Regions from separate parts of the Danio rerio genome. Here region 1 is linked to region 2. The links are chromatin contacts, called in public Micro-C maps. All regions are on one chromosome and are shown on one strand. The core of a region is the stretch at or near the end of the contact, and the rest is flanking DNA. Distances in the headings are between cores, read along the strand shown.

Evidence for each region. Hi-C and Micro-C count contacts between places; a contact is called where the count stands out from the background.
Region 1: a Micro-C map of caudal fin shows a contact between it and region 2, with 2.8 times the contacts expected there. The contact joins the promoter of scn8aa here to the promoter of stat6 in region 2. A contact is called at or near these places in 1 of 18 Hi-C or Micro-C datasets (caudal fin) and 1 of 4 datasets of contacts at active chromatin or transcription factors (embryo).

Annotation. Positions count from the first base shown.
Region 1 is chr23:30,262,319-30,267,554 of GRCz12tu, reverse strand. It overlaps scn8aa (sodium channel, voltage gated, type VIII, alpha subunit a), which reads left to right and starts at 1,983. Exons shown (of 27, transcript NM_131628.1): 1 at 1,983-2,211. LOC110438336 (acrosin) reads right to left here and starts at 1,628. Exons shown (of 5, transcript XM_068216913.2): 1 at 1,462-1,628; 2 at 1,037-1,220; 3 at 1-66. The coding sequence starts at 1,588.
Region 2 is chr23:30,040,269-30,045,401 of GRCz12tu, reverse strand. stat6 (signal transducer and activator of transcription 6, interleukin-4 induced) reads left to right here and starts at 2,287. Exons shown (of 21, transcript NM_001130590.1): 1 at 2,287-2,409.

The DNA of each region.
Region 1 (5,236 bases), core at 734-3,233, 220 kb before region 2:
TGCACTTCTTTTCCTGGCTTGAATCGTGAATTCACTCCAGCCACTACTAGAAGTTTATTGTTGTTTCTATTAAAAATGAAAAATAATCAAAATGAAACATTAAAATACACCAGTAATTAAATATTATTTTGGCGAGCACAGAGTTGCTATTATTGTTTGGCCATTATGTTCCTACAGATATTTATGTAGTAAGCATCCAATACTATTGAACTAACTGAACCTCTACTGCAATTACATTAGTTTAGTTTATATTTATATATTAGTTTATTAGGTTTTTTTAGGTTATATATTAGTTTATTGGGTCTATACCGGCCACTTTATTAGGGACACCTTACTAGTACCAGGTTGGACCCCCTTTTGCCTTCAGAACTGCCCTAATACTTTGTGGCATATATTAAACAACAAGGCACTTTTTTTCTGTCTTCAATTGTCCAATTTTGGTGAGCCTGTGCCAATTGTAGCCTCAGTTTTCTGTTCTTAGTTGACAGGAGTAGCACCCGGTTTGGTCTTCTGCTATTCAGAGATGCTCTTCTGCATACCTTTATTGTAACGAGTGGTTGTTTGAGTTACTATTGCCGTTATATCAGCTTGAAACAGTCTGGCCATTCTCCTCCGACCTCAGACATCAACAAGGCATTTGCGCCCATAGAACTGCCGCTCACTGGATATTTACTTTTTCTCAGACCATTCTCTGTAAACCCTAAATATGGTTGTGCGTGAAAATCCCAGTAGACCAGCAGTTTCTGAAATACTCAGACCAGCCCATCTGGCATTAACCACCAATGTTATGTTCAAAGTCACTTAAAACACTTTTCTTCTGCAGCAGGTCGTTTTGACAATGTCTACATGCCTACATGCATTGAGTTGCTGCCCTGTGATTGGCTGATTAGAAATGTGCAGTAAAGAGCAGTTGGACAGGTGTATCTAATAAAGTGGCCGGTGAACCTAAGTTTAGCAGCTAAAATAGCCAGATGTGATAGCTGCTTACATACTGTATGCTCCATGTTATAAAGGAAGAGAAACACAAAGTTCTCACCTTTTTTTCTTGAAGCAGTGAGATGCGGTGATTACCCATCGGTGGCTGATGATGGACCCACCACAAATATGCCAGAACATCTGCTGAATGCTCACCTGCCAAGGCCAAGCACCCTCTAATGCAGAGTGGCCCCCTGAAATTCGGGACTGTTTTGGCGGGCTCACCAAAGTTCGCTGTCCACAACCTTAACAAACAAGAACATGAATCAATTGCTTTATAATATTTTTTGTTACATAGCCATTAATAATAGTTATCTGTAAATAATATCAAGCCATTAATGCAGCAGTAATATGTTGTTGGAAAATGTTTGGCTCTAAGTTTCTCAAATAAAAAACAAATCAAAATGGAGTTCGTTTAACAATTGGACCCTCTGTGAATAAAATCCATGTTCCCAGGTGGGGAAATTCTTGATAATTTTAAAATACCTGCAATCCCAAAGGGTAACAGACAAATTATAATTAAGACGAATGTTAGGCTCATTTTAAACGAGAAAGCAACAAAAAACAGCGAGATAGAAGCAGGCAGAAACGAATCATTTGATTCAACGGACATTTATTAGCTATTCGAGTGACGTAACAGTTCAAACTGTAATGCTTTGAAATAACCGGACAACAGAGAACATGCAATTCAACACAGTTTAGGTAGTGCAAATTACACAATGCTTTTTTAAAATGTACGTAATGAACTTTTAGGCTAATGTAAACGACATTAATAATAATAATAATAATAATAATAATAGTAAAAATAAAAACAAACAATTATTACATTTATTATTTTTATCCACAGAGGTGTTTATTACACATTTATTAAATCAGGTTATAAATATAACGTTTATTTATATATTCAATCATGGTCTGTGTTTTTGCCCCTTTAGACAGGATTTGCATATGATCAAATCCGTCATTCCTCAGTTTCCCAACACCTCATTCTCGCACAGCGATCTAACCGTGATCCCAACACGACAACTAAAATTAACGCCTTTTATTGTGGAACCGGTGCTACCTATTGGCCGACACTCCCTTACATTTTGCTGGGAGTCATCAATTATGCAGGGTAACGGTGCACACTGAAGGAAGGTAGCAGCAACAATATGGCGACATCCGCAATTTCTTCCGAATTTATTCGACATCTGCAGTCCAGCGAGGATTTTTTGGATACCCGCTAACGCAATCATAGTAAGTATTATGTTTAAATAACGCACTGGCGATGCGTTTAGAGGTGCGATTGAAGTCATTGCACTGTCAATGAATGTCGCAGGGATGCTGCACGCTGAGGGGGGTTTACTGCTACACGATCATATCCATATGCACTGTGGTTTTTATCCCATTAAAACTAATGACGCTTTATCAGTGCTCGGTAGTTACTATAAGCCCAATTGTTATTGGGTCTATTTATACCCCCTTTCAAATAACATGTCATGATACGATATAAACATGTTCTTGCAGGGCAATATGTGCTGTTATTTCTATTTTGCATGATATGACGTGATCCGTATAGCCTGTAGCTTTGCACCCTGAATAAAGGTCTTCATGTCATTGTTTATCAAATGTCAAGCCGAGCAAATGAGCAAAAATGCACATGTGCACGGGTTTTAACTGATCCATTGTAATTAAGACGTTCAAATGGCAATACACGCTCGGCTGCTTATTGATTGTAGGGTGGACGCAGGTTGCACGGGTGTGGTGTGCTACATTTTCTTGTTTATGTTCCTCGCGAGCAGAAACCTTGCACAACGTCGTCGAGATATCTAGCTGTTGTCGAAGAGACGATAGACATTTTCTGTCAAATGAGGCTGTGTGACTGGTAAGATGTTCGCGGTGAGCATGTAAAAGGGTAAATACGACGGGAGAGAGCGAAAAAAAGCACTGCAGTATTTTCCGTTTTTCCTCCGTGGCTTCGGCCCGCATCTCCGAAGTCGTCTGGCTGTTTAGAAACGTACGTTTTCAGCCAAATTCGCTTTCTGAACCCGAGGAAAATGTGACAAACGTTTTGGAAAACGCTAATAGCCTATGTTGTTCTGGAAATCGTTGTACTGCTAAGCTATGGATTTCGTGACAGAACATTGATGAAATCAAGGTAGGAGCACTGCGCATTCAGTCACACAAACGATGAAATTTGATGTTCCTGTTACGAGATGTTTGATTGAAGGGATGGATGTTATGCATTGATGTCCAGCTGTACATAATTTATTGACAGGAATTGTGTATGTCGATTTAATGTAGACGCATTTAAAAGCTTTAAAGACATGAATGAAAACGAACATATAATTGTATTCACAATGCTTTCTGAACAAACCCTTGTCCTGTCTGCTGTTAATGAGCTTTACTATAACCCATCTGACATTTTATACGGCTGTCGTGTGTTTCTGTGCAGCTCAGCTCCATATAGTTTCCCTCAGTTATTTCGAGCTTGATGTTTCGGCCCACCTCATACATTTGATACGGATTCCCTCACACCCTTTTATAACCCCCTCAGATACAACATTAATCCTTATGCTTTTTGCTTATGGAAGATTGCACTGGAATATATATTTATTCACCACATTTATTGCAGTGCATAATGCTTAGATATATGTTAGGTTTCCTATAAAGAGCTGTTTAGTATCATTACGGTTTCAATTTGAATGTAATGTAAAATGTCAAAGATAATACAGGCTTGGTTATGATTAAACATGACCTGGTATGAAACACAAATGTCTTCTATTCAAACAAGGAAGATATGTTTTTATCAAATAACACACTTTTCTGATGATGTTGCACAGCATATTTACATAATATACAAACTAAAATGTTATCGCCGTAATTGAATTTGTTTGTGATGCTATAGATGGTGGCTATAGAACTAGCAAAACATTTGCCAGTTAGCATTGAACGTATGTAAATGTGTGGACAGGCAACTCAAAATTTGCAGTTCAAATGTGCAGAAATGTATATAAAGTAATGTTCAAACATAATCATTCAGGTCATGTCTGTCATTACAAAAGCCACTGTAATGTTCTTTTTGCACTGTGGTGCTGATTGGACAGCTCCTGTTAGTAAAATTAGCCTTTGCTCATGCACCATGAAGACACTGAAAATGACCAATTGGAAAGGTGTTTGATTTTACACTGTAAAAAAAATCCTGGCTGCCTGAAATTTTTAGGCTGAATCAAATTAACCTTATGAGTCCATTGAACTTAAACCATTAAGTTAAACTGACTTAGAACAGCTTGCGTAACTTATAAAATTAAGTTAGAAAATGATTAATTTAGTTTACTAAGTTACTATGAAGTAGTAGTCATAAATTTCAGTTTCATTGCTGATAAATGATGGTAATCCAGTCTCAGATGCTTTGCCTGTTTGTTTTAAAGACAAAGACTGCTTTAAAGGTTGCTCTCACTACACTTTTATTCCATTGACATTCGTTTATATGAATGTGAAAGTAGGATATCAGAAATAAATTAAACTCATAAACCTCATCGAAAGTATGAAATAATCTTATCAAGATGTTTCTGCTTGTTTTTAAAGTTAAAATGTAGTTAAATGTAGTTCATTCTCAAATTCATATCAAGTGATGGCATGTGACTGAGCGATAAATGGATTATATCACATGCTTGTATACATTTTGAAGGTATTATATGTTGAATTATCTTTCTCAGTGAAATGTCATGTTAAGTCAATTGCAGCATCCATAGATTTTTTTTTGTGAACCTAAAAGTCTGACATGTGAAGTCCCAGCCCAGTGCCCAAAACCCTTTTAAAACACACTGACAAACCAGCTTAGGCAGGTTTACGCTTCTTTCATCCAATTGATATCCGTTTCACACCCATGGGACTTCTTCCACTAATGGTTTCTGTTATGGGCCAGTGTTTGTCACATTTCTTGATATTTTGTTCGCACGTTTTCTTTGCTTGAAGGTAAATGTTATATATACTTCAAAGGCAAGCTGAAAATGCAAATACCATTTTGAAAGCAAACTAAAAGTGCATGGAGAGAAAAGCTAAAAGTGAGCTAAGTAGCGCTGTATTATCAGGATATGGCTTGGTTAAGTGTCTGGCCCATAAGTGCACACAAGCTTTTAGACAGTGTGGTTTACCAGGCCTCCCTTCACTCACCCCATTTCCCATTCCACTGCCTTAGGGACATAACGCATGTCCCAAATCAGCATCTCAGTGGAGATTTATTTAGTTTCACAGGGAAGACAGGTTCAACTAAAATCTG
Region 2 (5,133 bases), core at 1,038-3,537:
TAGACTGACATCTAAAGAATCATGTGACACTGAACGCTGGAGTAAGAAATCCTTTCTTTGAATCACAAATATGTTTAAACACAAACCTGTTATTTTAAGTTAAAATAATACTTTTGACTTGTAACAGTGCTACAGATATGTTCCTGTTTTATTTTTATTTATTTATTTATTTTTTAAGTTTTTGGACCATTTCATTAACAAAACAATATACTGCTTTCGTTGTTTATTTTCACAATTGTTACCTTTTAAAACTGCTGTAAATGGTTTGTTGTGATAGAAATTAAACACTTTGCACAACTGCTATGGCATTTTTATTGATAACATTTGCTAGCTCAGAATTCCTCTTTTCCTGTCAAACTCTATCAGCAGGAGATTGATCAAGTCAAATCTGACTTTGTTTAAGTTTAAGCTGGACATGAAAACAACCCCTGAAGCTCCAACAGCATTGTGCTGATCTCAACAGCCCTCAGACAGGCCAAATTAATCAGCTAATACCCTTTGATGTAAGGAATGTCTGAAGACTCAAACTACCTTTCCTGCATATACAAGAGGGATGTGTATTTAATGTCATTTCAAAAACTTGTACATTTTGGGGAAAGTGTCCTTTTAGACCTGGGATGTCCAAACTCAGTCCTAGAAGACTAGTGTCCTGCATAGTTTAGCTCCAAGTTGCCTGGAAGTTACCTACCTGCCTTGGTCCCTCCAGGACCAAGTTTGGACACCGCTGATTTAGACCGTTTGGTTTTATGACATAATATTTACTTCAACACCGATCACTTGGATTTTTACAGTGTGTTACTCTGCCCTCTGGTGGTTGATGTTTTTTATTTAATTTGTTTGTTCGTTAAGTTTTTTTGTAAATCATGTTTTATTTCAGTTTTACACCCCTACACTAGTCATATATTTCTCAAATATCTCGGCGAGAATAAGAAAACGCTATTCTGGGTGTGGGTGTGAGATTATAAAGGGTTTTCAGTGGTAGTAATGACGAGGCAGTTTCCTGACTCGCTTCCTGGTGTGAACCAAGACATGTTGCCAGGTCTGCTAAAAACAAGCAAACTAAAAAGATAGGTAAACACAAAATACGAAATATGTTAAAGAAAGCACAAAATAAGGGGAGACTTAACAATTTATATGCGAGACTATTGTATTTTTTCTTAGGAACGATCAACAAAGAAGAATATTAACAAGGTAAAGGATAAAATAGGCTAGACAACAATATTTATAAAATCTGGGCATGGCAACTTTCCAGCTCACGGGATCCCACAAATGTAGGAATCATTCAGAATGATGTTTATTAAAGGATTCGAATATATATTGATGGTTGGGTTCGGTTTTAATGGTTGTTTTTTCCTGTTTAATTAAAAAAATAAAAATTTTCGTAATGTTATTGTATTGAAACTGCACTGCTGCCATTTATTGTTCGTACATTAAAACAATAGCAATATCTCATTTGTATGTGACTTTCTCTACGATGGGAAAGAAGATATAACAATAAAACGCAAAAGCAATCGAGCCTCTTTGAGAAACGGAAACCCCTTTCGAAACTCCTTACTGGAAGTCAAGTGATTCGAGCAGAAATGGCGTTGTTTCCCCGCCTACAAATGACGTTTTGCCTAGAAATATAGAAAGCTGCCTCTGTTAAACAGGCATGTGGTGTCTAAAATTGTACCTCGCTAGCTATCTCGGTTTTGAGACACAACCAGTGCGAAGCTGTAGATGTGTTTGTCTGCACTGTGGTCAATGGTCGTGTTACCACAGCTGACTTTCTCTGTCCTTTTCTGGTTTATCTGTGATTTTCAAAACAGTTAAAAATAATAATACACATAAAACACATAAAAATCAGTTTAATTTATATTATATATACACGGTAAATTCTAACCCAGCATATGTGTGTATGTGTATGTATATATAATTGTAATATCAATATAATTCAAAGTGAATATTAAAGTCAAATTAATAAATTATTAATAAAAAATATGTAATAAAATAATGCAAATTTCAGACAACAATGTACACACACTAGGACAATTATTGAATTTATTAAAGTAAGAAGTGTGATTACAGAAACATGCATGCCTATATAAAGATACTCACAAAAATATGAAGGCACTCCACTAAATGAAAAACAAGCCCGTCAAGGCACTTTTTATCACACACATTTAATTTTATGTATACTTTATTAGCTGTATTGGTATTTAAAAGCACATCTATATTTCCAATGATGTTCAGCGGGATAAAGCTTCTCATTCACCTGGGAGAGGAGCTGCGTCAGTGTGGCCAATAAGCAGCAGCTTCAGTGCGACTGTAAAGTGAAAGTAGGTGGATAGACAGAAAAAAACAACAAACACACACGGAAGACGAAGAGTTTTATCTGTACGCGTGTTAAAGAGCTGGCGTCGAAATCGGGTAAGTTTTCACCTTAACAGCATTGTATTTAAGTTTCATATAATCCGCGGATAGTGAGTTTATCGCGAAGCGAATTTGTTTATCTCCGAATGTTGTTGTAATGAGGAAACATGAGTTTTGTAATAGCCCACTTTCCTCATATGTACACGAAAGCCGCTTTCGAGCGAAGCGAGCAACCAAAACGATTTCGTATGAAGAGAAATATCCTTTTATAAGAAGTTTATCTCAGTTCTAATGTAAATTCGATCTAGATATGTCATTATAACATGAGCATACTCAAACGACGGCAAAATAGCATGGTCACTTATTTACTTTGCTCCTTGACAAAACACTCGAGAGGAATTAACTTCATGACAATTCACAAATTTAACAGATTTTCTGTAAATAACTTGTTGCTGGATTTAGCGAGGAAAGAAGGCCTACTTGTATGTAGTGGACTTGCATATTACTGTCCACTGTGTTACATGTTTAGTTTGAAAATGAAAAACATATATTGCAGCACGAGCGCCTGCTTGAAGCCAGGCCCCACTTTCTGTTCCCCAATGGCTGTGTTTTATGTTCTTTTCAATGTACACTAGTTAGATTTAAACCCCTTTTCACTATTGTTGTAACATTGCATGTGTCAGTTTCAGTCTTGGGGATAGGGATGTTGTTATTTTTCATAAATATTAAATGAATACTAATGGCTGCCTTTTAAAAGGCACTAGTGGGCTTAGTGGTGTGTTTATTTCTGTGCAAAATGAATTAGAAGCAAATCATATTTTTTATATATTTGTTCATGGTTGATGTTTTTTGCTGGTATTAATTTTTAATTATAAAATTTAAAACAATTAAAATTCAGTTATTAGGAAATTTGAAAGAACAGACTTCAGTACAGAATAAATTGTAAAATGTCTTCCCAAATTAAATCTAAAGAAATATCGGATGCTTTTCAAGTTTTTCAGCGAAGCAAATTGTTTGCTTGCGTCTTTTTTAGTTATTAGTCATAGTGTTAATATGAGTAGTAATTGGATGACTGCACAACGGCAGTGTTTAGATTAGAAGTATATCTGACTGATCTTAAGTGTAAACTTAGAATACAAAACGGTCATTGGGATGAAACACTTTTTAGAGCCACACATGTAAATTGTCCTTATTGTTGACTTTAGGTACCTATTAGCACCTAAAGAATCTGTGTGCTTTTTGAAAAGGCACAACGTCAATGACAGTTTGTACCTTTTTTCCTGGTGTACACTTAAGATCAGTCAGTCAAGGCATTTTTGTACTGTAGATATGAACACTGGTCTTGTTTAGTAGTGTAACTATCATAGATTTTAATGGCAGTTTTGATTAATGACAAAATAAGTGGTCTTGGAATGCTAAGCTGCTTTGAGTTTAACATCTCTATCAATAGTCTATGAAAAAGTATTTGTGTGATTTTTTTTTTTTTTTTTTTTTTTTTTTTTTTTTTTTTTAGGTTGAGAGATTGTTTTCTATTTTCCTTTTATAGAGAATTAACATTCAGGTAAACTAAAATGAGCAGTCAAATCTTTTCATTATCGCAGTTATTTCTCTTTTGACCAGTGAGATTGCACAAGGTTGACAAATTGTGCATTTCAGATAATTTCCTTGGAAGTAATGCTTGAGTATTCTCACATGTTTCCTCTTAGAGTTTCACAAATAATTTTGACAGTCAATCAAATAAGCTCAAACTCTTCTAATCAGATTTTTCCAAACCACATTATCCAATATATCCCTTGATCATCATTTTTATATGCTTTGTTTTTTTATTTCTGTCTTAATAGAATTAGGGATAAACGTCTAAGGCCAGGTTGATGCCTTAAAGAAACAGATAAAAGCAAATGTAAAATTGGGTGCTGTTGCAGGTTAAAGATTTAGCAGAAAATCAGATTTCATGCTGCTGCCACCAGTAACATTATAGGATAGTGCTAAAGAGCAAAGTGAATGATTTTACGCAAAAATACTCAGAATGCATCAACAAGAATAAAGTACTGTATTTCTATATAAGGATTAAATTAAAAGGGGTTGTCAGACATCAAAACATTAGGTGCAATACATATGTAATCTTTTTTTCATTAGAATATACCAGTTTCAGTTTTATTTTGCTTATTCTTTTTTATCAATAAACATTGATTATCATAGATTGTTAGTGAAACAGAGGATTATATTATACTATAGTACTTGTGGAGCTGCACATCGGTAGATTTGCTGTTCAGTGTTTGGACTGACACGTTTTCAATTCAATTGACTAAAACTTCTACAGTATGTTCAGCTTCTTACAATCTAACCGCTATCAAAATAAAGAATAATTGAATTGAATTATAATATGATATAAATAATGTATGCAATATTTACATTATAATTTATTCTGAGTTCAAATTTAGAATTAAAATCGCTGATGACCAATTTAAAGATCACAGTACAGCCCAAAAATATGAATTAAATACCATTTTACACCTTTATGTTGTTAATTATTTTATGTAGTTCAAACAAATTCATTAAAAATATTTTCTATAATATATAATCATACATTAATTTTCTTGTCGGCTTAGTCCCTTTATTAATCCGGGGTCGCCACAGCGGAATGAACCGCCAACTTATCCAGCAAGTTTTTACGCAGCGGATGCCCTTCCAGCCGCAACCCATCTCTGGGAAACATCCACACACACATTCACACACACACACACACTCTTACACTACGGACAATTTAGTCTACCCAATTCA